2 separate regions of the Hordeum vulgare genome follow, and region 1 is linked to region 2. The links are chromatin contacts, called in public Hi-C maps. All regions are on one chromosome and are shown on one strand. Each heading gives the region's core, a stretch centred on a gene start, on an enhancer-like site or on the middle of the called end of the contact. The rest is flanking DNA. Distances are from core to core; before and after follow the strand shown.

Region 1 (4,824 bases), core at 1,217-3,716, 840 kb before region 2:
TGACCCAGTACTCATATTCAGCATAAGGGTCTTGATGGAAGTTGAAATGCAAGAATTTGTTCTCATTTCTGAATGTGTATGGATGCACCTACAACGCCATCATGATTCAGCATGGTACTGTCATACGTATATGTAAATGTACATGTATAAGAGAGAGAAATGTGTTGCTCACCTGAAGATTCAGAGCATGTGCCCGTGCCACGAGATCGGTTGCAGGGCCTAAATGGTTATTCTCGGGGGGAATGATTGTATCCTTCCATGGCCCAATCCCAATTACGTACTTCCTTATGAACGTGAGATAATCGTTCGAAGTTATCTCATAGTATGACTGCAGGTTAGAAATGATCTTTGAAAACTAAGAGTTTTCGGGTGATGAACTTGGTAGGATAGAAAAGTAGCGCTTACTGCTGATCTTACCTGGTTGGTATCTTGAGTTGGAACTGTGGTTTCATCTATTAGAAGCAGTTTTGGAGCATTTGTCATGTTTGAGATGTAAATTAGTGAAGTTGGAGCAAATGATTGGATGAATAACGGCTTCTTGAGCCAATCTTCGGACATGTATTTGCCTTTGTAGCCATACTTGAGAAGCGTCTCGACAAACTTGTCCTCAAACTTCTTGCCACCTGACCACTTGACCTACATGTTTACTCAATAGTCATATTTTGAAAAATATTCAAGAAATCAGTAGACATTAAAGTTTGTTCATTTCTTATAAGTAAACAAAGTGTTCTCAGGAGTTGGTCAGGTTGAAATCACCTACATGCTGGTTGATGAAAATAGGACTCTTTATCTCTGGATATACTCCGACCACCCTGTCAGCATGAAGTGCAATCAAGATAAACTCATCAAATGTAAGAATATCGTACTTCCCTGCAATATAGTAGGAGAACACTATTAGCAGTTGAAAAAAAAGGACTATATAGTTATAAGGACATTTAAATAGCAATTAACAAAGATCAAGGCATCCGAATAATACTATATTTTGTTTCATTAGTGATGACATGTGAGAAGTATTTAAGAAAGCAGAATGCGATATGGAAAAGCGAGAGATAGAGAAGACAAAAGTTATACAATTATACTGTTGATCCCTGAAATCATAGCGCTGTTTCACCCTCAGTGATTTCAGTTCTCTTAGTGTAAAATCCACTGGAAGCAAGAAAAACTCCAAAAGTCAAAAGTAGATTCACAGCAAAAAAATGTTATAAATAGCAAGTTAGCTACAGAAGAAGATCGAGACACAGTTTCGTATACCGACAAACCACCCAGTCATATTCGCTCCCTGGACTTCATAGGTTCTCTTCCGGGCAGCGAACTCAGTACGGTTGCCGATGTCGGTCGTGTTTTCCAGTGTTACATCATGAAAACATATGAGATGCCCGTCCTTTGATGCAAGTATATCAGTCTCTATGAAGTCTGCACCTTCCTCGATAGCCCTCTGCCATAAACAATGCACAAATATATTCAGGTTTGGTTTCAAAAAAAAAAAAAAAAAAACAGGTTTGCATTAAGATATTGGATTTCAGTCTTCAGAGAATCTCCATCAGTACAAAAAACAGGCTAACAATCCGGACATGGCATAATCTTTGGGATATTCTTCAGCATACACCTCCTTTCATCATGGGTGGGCATGTGAATGTGCTGTCCTAAATTTATTCTGTAAGTCTTCTCGGGTACTGAAGACTGTTAGGTTCAATACTTGATACAGTTGAATTTGACGTGGTACTAAAATATACTACCATCTGAATCTTATACTAGAACATAGAAGAAAGGGCAAGTAATTGAGGAGTAAATTAGTGGCTACCAAGTATGCCGCAGATGTCTCTTCGGGTATTTCGCCATTGGAACCCCTGTGGGCAATGTTGTAAGGTCTGGATGTCTGTAGTGGCTGCTTCTTGTGGTTTACATCCAGCTGACCGTGGCGACGGGCAGCTGGGTTGGCATCTGATCCTCCAAGGAATAGGAGTACAAGGGCAATGACGGAGGCGTGCCCTGTCAGAGAATGCATTCAGTTTACAGGATCTTGAAACTACTCAAGATTCTGACGAACCAATTTGATACAGAATCAATCTTTGCCATATGAAATTGTTGTACTCGGAGATCAAGTTCAGATGAAGTCGAGATTATGTGGGGGACAAACATACATCGGCACTAACTTACATCAAATCTATGCATTATTGAGAGAGATAGAGAGAGAAACGGGAAGCCATGGTGTGGTACTTACAGAGGCAATCCATGGCGCTTCTGATGCCTCCCTCCTTGGTTCCTTCTCCTCCTATCAGAGAAAGCCTCCACCACCACCTATCGGAGTCGGAGTCGAAGCCAGAGAAGCCTTTAAGAAGCGGCGGCCTGGCACGGAATATTCCTTCGAGAGCGACGCAAACAAAAAAGTCTTGTAAGTGGCGAGGCTATTGGGATTTGGATTTGGACATGGTGTGAGCTTCCACCCTGCATTTTTCTGGTGCTTCTTTGATTTTCGCAAGGAGATGAAGTCGATTGGAGCTGGAATTGTGTGTCCGGCTGTCCCGTACCTATCGCGGAGTCGTCGTCAACTCGTCCGTCGCCCCGTACAGCAGGGTTGCAAGGGTGTCCACATGTTTGCTGTCAGTCAGTCAACGATTTCAAGTCAATGAAAGCCGCTGGGTTCACTAGTTGCATAGGGCCGCATCCTATGAGGAAGCTGCTGGGTATGGACTTTTTTTTTTTTGCCAATACGGTATGGCCATCCGTCCCTTTTTTTTTTGAATGTTGGCAGCGCATGCCAAATTCCTTGATTAGGGGGAAACAAAGTACAAGAGGCCCGTCCGAGGATGGACGAAAAAACAGAGGCAAAGGAGAAAAGGGAAGTAGAAAGAAGGCAAGAAGGCTAAAATACAACCGAGCGATTTCAGCCTGGATCAAAAGGGATCCTTGTTCCCGCCATGTTCCAAAGCCTAATCTCATCTTTAATCTTGCGCTCGAAGCCTTCCGCAGTCATGAGTTCATGCTGGAAGACTCTCATATTCCTCTCTCGCCAAATCTCCCACGTGATCAAGTGCACAAGAGATAGCAACCCCTTTTTCCTATCCTTGGGAGTGACCACGTACCTACCCTCAAACAAAACTTCGAACTTGGACTCTCCCTCCCATGATGCGGGGCAGAGGGAAGGCATGCCTGTCAATGAGGCGATGGTGTTCCAAACATTCCTTGACCATGGGCAGTCAAGGAATAGGTGTGACGGAGTTTTTAAGTTCCGAACACAAAGCGGGCAGAAGTAATCATTTTCCCATCCGTGACGCAGAAGAGCATCTGCCGTCAGAATCCTATCGAGCATGATCGTCCAGACTAGAAACCTGCATTTTCCTGGGGCCCATCCACGCCAGATCAGATTGTACCCAGCCATTTGAATTGAACCCTCAAACTGAATGTTGTACGCCGAACGCGCACTGTACGCCTTGTCCTGGGAGAATCTCCAGGTAATTGTGCCAGTGTGGCCCTCGTGAAGCACCACTCGATCCAGCCTACATGCCAGCTTTGAAAGCTCATCGAGCATGTCATGCATCAGCCCTTGAGACAAGTCTTGAAGCCATGTGTCATCCTTTAAGGCTTCCCAAACGGTGCGGTTTTTCCTTGCTGCAATCCTAAAGAGGGCTGGGGCGATCACCTTAGGGCTGCATCCCTCAAGCCAGCGGTCTTGCCAAAAGTTTGTGGCTCTGCCATCTCCCACTGTAATTTTCGTTGCCATCGCAAAGAGCTCCTTCTCCTCGCTTGAGCATGGCAATGCTGAATTTACCCAAGGTCGCTCCGAGTGCTTCCAAGCCATCCATAGCCAACGTAGCCTGAGAGCCCTGCCAAATTTAGCTAGATCAAGTACACCAAGGCCACCTAGGCGCTTCGGCCTACAGACCACGTTCCATGCAACTCTGCAGTCCCCCCAGTGCATGCCGTGTCCCCACTCCATAGCCAGGAGCGACAGATTTCGGTCAAACGCTTTACCACCCAGGCAGGTAGTTTGTGGATTCTCATCATGTAAATTGCAAGAGAGAACATACCTGTTTTAAGCAGAACCAGTCTTCCACTCTTCGCCATTAGCGTGCCCTTCCAAGTGCCCGCTTTGTTCCCGAATTTAGAAACCAACGGGTCCAGTTCTAACTTGGTGAGGTTGCAAAGTGACAGAGGCATTCCAAGATAGACCACATGGAATGCCTTGATGGGGAACCCAAGATGGGACAGTATGCGTGTGAGGTCCAAGGCACCACAGCGAATCGGAAGAGCCAGCTTTTGGACGCATTGGTGAAAAGACCGGTGGCTGTCCCGAAGCAGGTGAGAATCAGCTTAATCATCCTGGCGTCACTCTCCGAAGGGTTCATAAATAACGCGACATCGTCCACGTAGAAAGAGCAACGAGGCACCCTTCTCCTCGTTGCTCTGTGGCCATGGACAACATCCTCTGAAGGGGGTCCATCGCGAGGATGAAGAGGAAGGGGGACAACGGGTCTCCTTGCCGTAAGCCACACCTATGGAGTATGATCTCTGACATCTGCCCGTTAATCATGACACGTGATGCAGAAGTTCGCAGCAGCATCGAGATCCATTCCCTCCATCGCCGATCGAAACCCTGGCTTGCAACATTTCCAGCAAGTAGGCCCAGGAGACCGAGTCGAAGGCCTTTGCAATGTCCAACTTTAGCAGGATGGTCGGCTTCTTTGATTTATGAAAGAATTTCGCGGTGTTTTGGACGTGCAGGAAATTTTCTTGAATGTTGCGTGATTTAATGAAGGCACTCTAACATTGGTCCACCAACAGGGCAAGCTTCGGTGCCAGTCTCGATGCAAGTATCTTCGAGAA
Region 2 (4,896 bases), core at 2,312-4,811:
ATTGGCCTCCCCAAGATGAGAGTGTCGTTGGTGATGACGATGGCCTCAATTTCCCCCTCTAGGAGGAAAGTTCCCCCGGCGAAATCGCTCCGTCGGAGGGCAAAAGTGCTCCTGCCCAAGTTCCGCCTCGAGACAACGGCGCTCCCGAAAGTCCTCTCCTGTTTTTTTTAGGTCAAGAGTGAATATATACCGTTAACATGCATCATTATGAAACATTTGTCGTGCTTAAATTGTTCCTTGTCTGATCATGTCGATAGACTTGCGAGACGTAGTTGTCAACGGCATCAAAGAACAACGGTGTTCTTCCGATCTTTCAGGCAAGCAACCCCCCTTGAGCATTTCGATATAACCCTACTCTCTCACTCTTGCTCTCATTTCAATGCATTAGGACAACACGATTCAACTGTTACTTGTGTTCCGTTAGATGAACCCATTCCTTTGAATGACCTTTCATTGTCACAGTAAATAGCTAAACCTTCCTAGCATGATTAGGAGTTGCTTGGGACATGTTGTGATCCTTCATACATGTCATGCTTGCTATGCCTATGGTTGAGTTGGTTTGACCCATCTAAGTGATGAGTTGGGAGGAACATGTCCTACTCTTGAGAGTCAAGTGTGTGAACAAGTTTTGGTAAAGGTAGCGATGAGAGGCCATGTAGGAGTACATGGCGGGTTGTCTCATTGACGTCGCACTTAGGACCTCGGATCTTGTGTTTGTGTTCCAAGACTAGCTACTACCACACACTGAGGACTCAGTGATGCTGACCCGCTCGGCCTATTAGCCTACCATGTTCTCAGTCCATGAGTCGTAGTAGTTCAAAAAGTTCATAGGTTGTGGTTGGGCCTGCGAAGTGGATGAACGGCAGTATCGGGGTCGGGGATGAACGGCCCAATCGGGACCGGCTTGGGGCCCTGCTCACATCGTTTGAGGCCATGTTGGAAACCTCGGCCAAACTTCCATTATGGGTTCCAACTCATATAGGTGACTACCTTGAAAGTGAGTCATTTAAGTTAGCGTCTCTGGCCGACACCCATGTCAGGCTTCCGCTTGAAGGTTTTCGAGTACATGACATGTAAAGGGCGATGAGTGGTGGGAGCGTGTGTGATGAAGTACACACCTACATGGTAAACTATCTATTCGAATAGCCGCGTCCGCAGATATGGACTACTTGGAAACTTACATGGTTCATGGATAACGTTAATGGATACTATAAAATGCGCAAGATAAGTGTGAGCGATATGGATGGCCTTCTCGTAGGAAGACAGGAGTGGGTCCATAGTGGTGTATTGATGTGGTGAGTATGTGGACTCGTGTGCGCTCTCTCGTAGGGAGACGAGAGAGGGAGGATACTTTGTTGTAGTTTAGGTTAGCCAAAGGTCAAAGCTGGCATTTCTGTAGTAAACCCCACAACCCCGTTCAATGATACATGATGCATATGTAGATAGTTCTGATGTAAGTCTTGTTGAGTACCTTCATACTCATTGTTGCTTATTTACATCGACGATTAGCTTGGGAACCGAGATAGTAGCGTGGCTTCTTTGGTAGGGTCGGTGTAGCTTTTCAGACTCCTCCAGCTGTTTTTAGTAGATGACTGTATCCAGACATGTAACTTCCACTTGCTGTTTGTATGCTCTCAATGTTGGGTCTCGTGACCCCTTCTTCTAACATTATACTATGTTGGCTCTTCGGAGCCTTCTAAATAAATGTTGTATTGTAGAGTTAAGTTGTGATGCCGTGTTGTATCTACACATACCATGCATATTGTGTGTATGTCTGAAATGCATTGGTATGTGTGGGGATTCGACACCTAGTTGTGTGCCTATGGTAGTCTTTTTTTACAGGGAAATGGCTCTTTGTGCTTCCACCGAGCCATGGTAACTTGCTATTGCTCCGGACACATTGATTGACCGACATGTATCCTTCTTTGTTGTTGTGTTTGTCCCTAGAGGGAAATGGCATGCGGTGTAATGGAGTCTGTATAGCTTGCTACGACTTGTCTACACACGTTGATGACCGACACCTGCATTGTTGGGTTATGTATGTTTGCTCATGTACGGTTGTGTCACTTGGGTTTATAACTAGTCATGTCCACCCGGGTTCTGTGGTGGCAGCCGTTGTGTACCGTGCGTGAGGCCATAAAACCATATGAGGTGTTACATGCTAGATCTCTGTGACTTAGGATCGGGATCCCCACATGATAATATTTTTCATCTCATCAAAATAAACATATTTCTACCAATTTTTCATCTCATCAAAATAAGCATATTTCTACCAATCAGTACTGAAAGTTTGAAAAGGTTTAAATGCACATTTTAGGAAGTCATCTATTTATGAGTGATAGATGTATATATTTGATTGTACCAAACATGCAAATTCAACATCACAATTTTCAGTTCACATTGACACACGAATTTTTTATATTTACATGGTTCGTCAACAGAATTAGCGAAGGCGCGTGTTAATGAAATCTACTAGTATTATCATCATCTTGCCAGTATAAAGATATTTTAATCAATTAGCAGTAAAAGTTTGATTTTTTTTTACTGTAATAATTCATTTATTTACACTGAAAACCACTTTTTTAAAGTTTGCATTTGTACCACTCATGTCCAGCATGGTTCTTCAACATAAGTTCTAATTTTGTTCCAAGAGAAGGATATATTTTCCATATTCTATAGTCGCCAAGAGCCAAGTATTGTTCATATGACCTACATCGTCATTCCTCCAGTTCAGTTAATACCCCCTAATTAGAACCAAATTGAAAGAATGTAATTCCCTTTTTTTGGCCCATGGATGACCAGAATAACTGCTACATATTTAAATGTTAACCATTTTAAAAAATATTCTTCAAATTTTCTACCTATATTTCCATTCTTCTATGGAATTGCATACTTCATGAATTGCCAGCCCGTGCTGTGACACGGATTAATGACTAATATACGCATAACTAGTGACGACAGACCTGAGAAAGCATTGGAACAACATGCACATGGTGAAACAAAAATATGCACGCGCGCGTGCGAATCCACTAGAGTACAAGAACAACAAATTAATGAATCCAAATCGAATCTCACACAACGAATCTCTCAAGAATCCACTAGCTTATCGATCAACGAACAAGAGAAAGATGAACAAAAGAATGAGAACCCTCTGCGCATAGACAGGCTCAGAAGAGCTTGTAACGGGAGGAGGCGTCCAACGGGTGGATGAGGTAGGTGAGCACCAGCGCCACGATCATCAGAAGGTAGGCGACGCCCTGGTCGATCGAAGACGCTGCACGTATTGGCAAGAAAACAAGTGAGAAGAAATTTACAAGGAAAGAAGCAACTCAGAAGGGAAGACGCCACAGTCTGATGGCTCACCGTCGCTGGTGGGCGCCGGTGCGGGGGCCTGCGCGGCGGCGAGGGCCGGCATGAGGACGGCGAGGAGGAGCACGGCGGCGGCGACAAAACCAAAGAGGGTTCTCGCCATGCCAGCCGCGGCGTATCTTGGATGAACAGATGCCCTCTATCCCTCTCCTGGGCTCTCTGCCTTGTCCTCACGTTCTGCCGCTTCTTGTGCCATTATATAACCTCCCTTGATAATTGATTGATTATATAACGGCTCTCTTCCCCTCTCCTGGAATTGGCTGGACCTCGCTGGGATCGCGATGGCGTCTTGCGCCAGCGCCGGGGCCCGCTCACATGGACGACCGTTGCCGAATTTCTTTTAACGTCTTTACAGTCTGGATCCTGGATTGAGATTGGCTGGCTGTGTGTTCCTTTGTGCTCGCAATCATCTGGCCGCAAAGACATTCCCGTTTGTTTACTGGTTTGGTTGGACGAGACGCCGAATCAGATTCACCGATAGAGTTCAAGTTTTGATTAATGCGCATTATATTGCTAGCGTGTACTTGCAGCTGGAGTACAAAAGTACGAAAATCAAATCAACAGTTTTCGTGATCCAGGCTAAGCAGACATTTTCGCCCCAGCGGCCGTTGCTCACGCCTGCGCTGGGGTCGCAGAGCAAACAAAGTCCGACCACAAGACGAACAGTCTGTTAAGCCAAGTTACAATACATCTTCATAAAATTCACGCAGTGCGAAATGATCCAAGGACTCCCTCCAAACTCGGTCTGTACCTTTTTTTTTTTTTGTTCCAATCAGAGAGCTTTATTCAACAAAAGAACTCCTGGCATCATTAGCCAAGAGGCTGGTGAGCAGAAAAGATGGTCTCGAGTCAGTCCAATTTTCGGTGGTCAGCGTGCAAGCAAACTTAGCACAAAGATGGACCGATACATTGGATGACCGATTTACATGTTGAATATCAAAAAAAGAAAAAGAGGAAACTAGCTCTCTCATCTCTAATAGTAAAGGTGCCATCACAGATAAGCTATAGTGACGAATTTTATAGAGATTTACAATCTCCAAGCAGTCGGTTTCCATGATCACATGTGAGAATCCACGCAGTTTTGTAAAGATCACCCCATCTCGCACGTGCCATAGTCTCACTATCCAACCTCACAAGAGCGAGCAATTCAACTAGCAGGTGTATCAAGTGCCAACACATGTTTAACGACCGTACAATCTTACACAATCCCGGTCGCACGTGCCATTCTAGGAGTTCAGAGACTCATCGACTAGCAAGGAAGGTTTCACGTTAATTCGCATCCAACACAACCAGCCTAGTAGCCCTGCTTCATACTTTCGAATCGCGTCTTCTCGTCCTGTAAACAAAAATCTCAAAAGGTCAGTGTCATATTCTCGCCATGTCTTCATATACATCCGCAGAAATTAATTCAACTGGAACGACCATATCCAGATCGATTTGGAGGATGGCTGACACTGTGCTGGCACTGGTAGTCTAATATAACTAACAAGAAACCCGAGAGATGTCAAGCACAGCATCATATTTAGA

What was found. A called contact is a pair of places that touch in the nucleus more often than the background predicts.
Region 1: a Hi-C map of seedling shows a contact between it and region 2, with 4 times the contacts expected there. The contact joins the promoter of LOC123426588 here to the promoter of LOC123426578 in region 2. A contact is called at or near these places in 4 of 6 Hi-C or Micro-C datasets (leaf and seedling).

Annotation. Positions count from the first base shown.
Region 1 is chr1H:112,834,965-112,839,788 of MorexV3_pseudomolecules_assembly, reverse strand. It overlaps LOC123426588 (glycerophosphodiester phosphodiesterase GDPD6-like), which reads right to left and starts at 2,466. Exons shown (of 9, transcript XM_045110449.1): 1 at 2,445-2,466; 2 at 2,222-2,362; 3 at 1,802-1,989; 4 at 1,252-1,435; 5 at 1,072-1,146; 6 at 761-870; 7 at 418-636; 8 at 173-328; 9 at 1-88. The coding sequence starts at 2,451.
Region 2 is chr1H:112,000,596-112,005,491 of MorexV3_pseudomolecules_assembly, reverse strand. LOC123426578 (arabinogalactan protein 16-like) reads right to left here and starts at 3,561. Exons shown (of 2, transcript XM_045110442.1): 1 at 3,364-3,561; 2 at 3,036-3,274. The coding sequence starts at 3,472. The coding sequence ends at 3,168. It overlaps LOC123426559 (DNA-directed RNA polymerases II, IV and V subunit 11-like), which reads right to left. Exons shown (of 7, transcript XM_045110418.1): 7 at 4,368-4,705. The coding sequence ends at 4,664.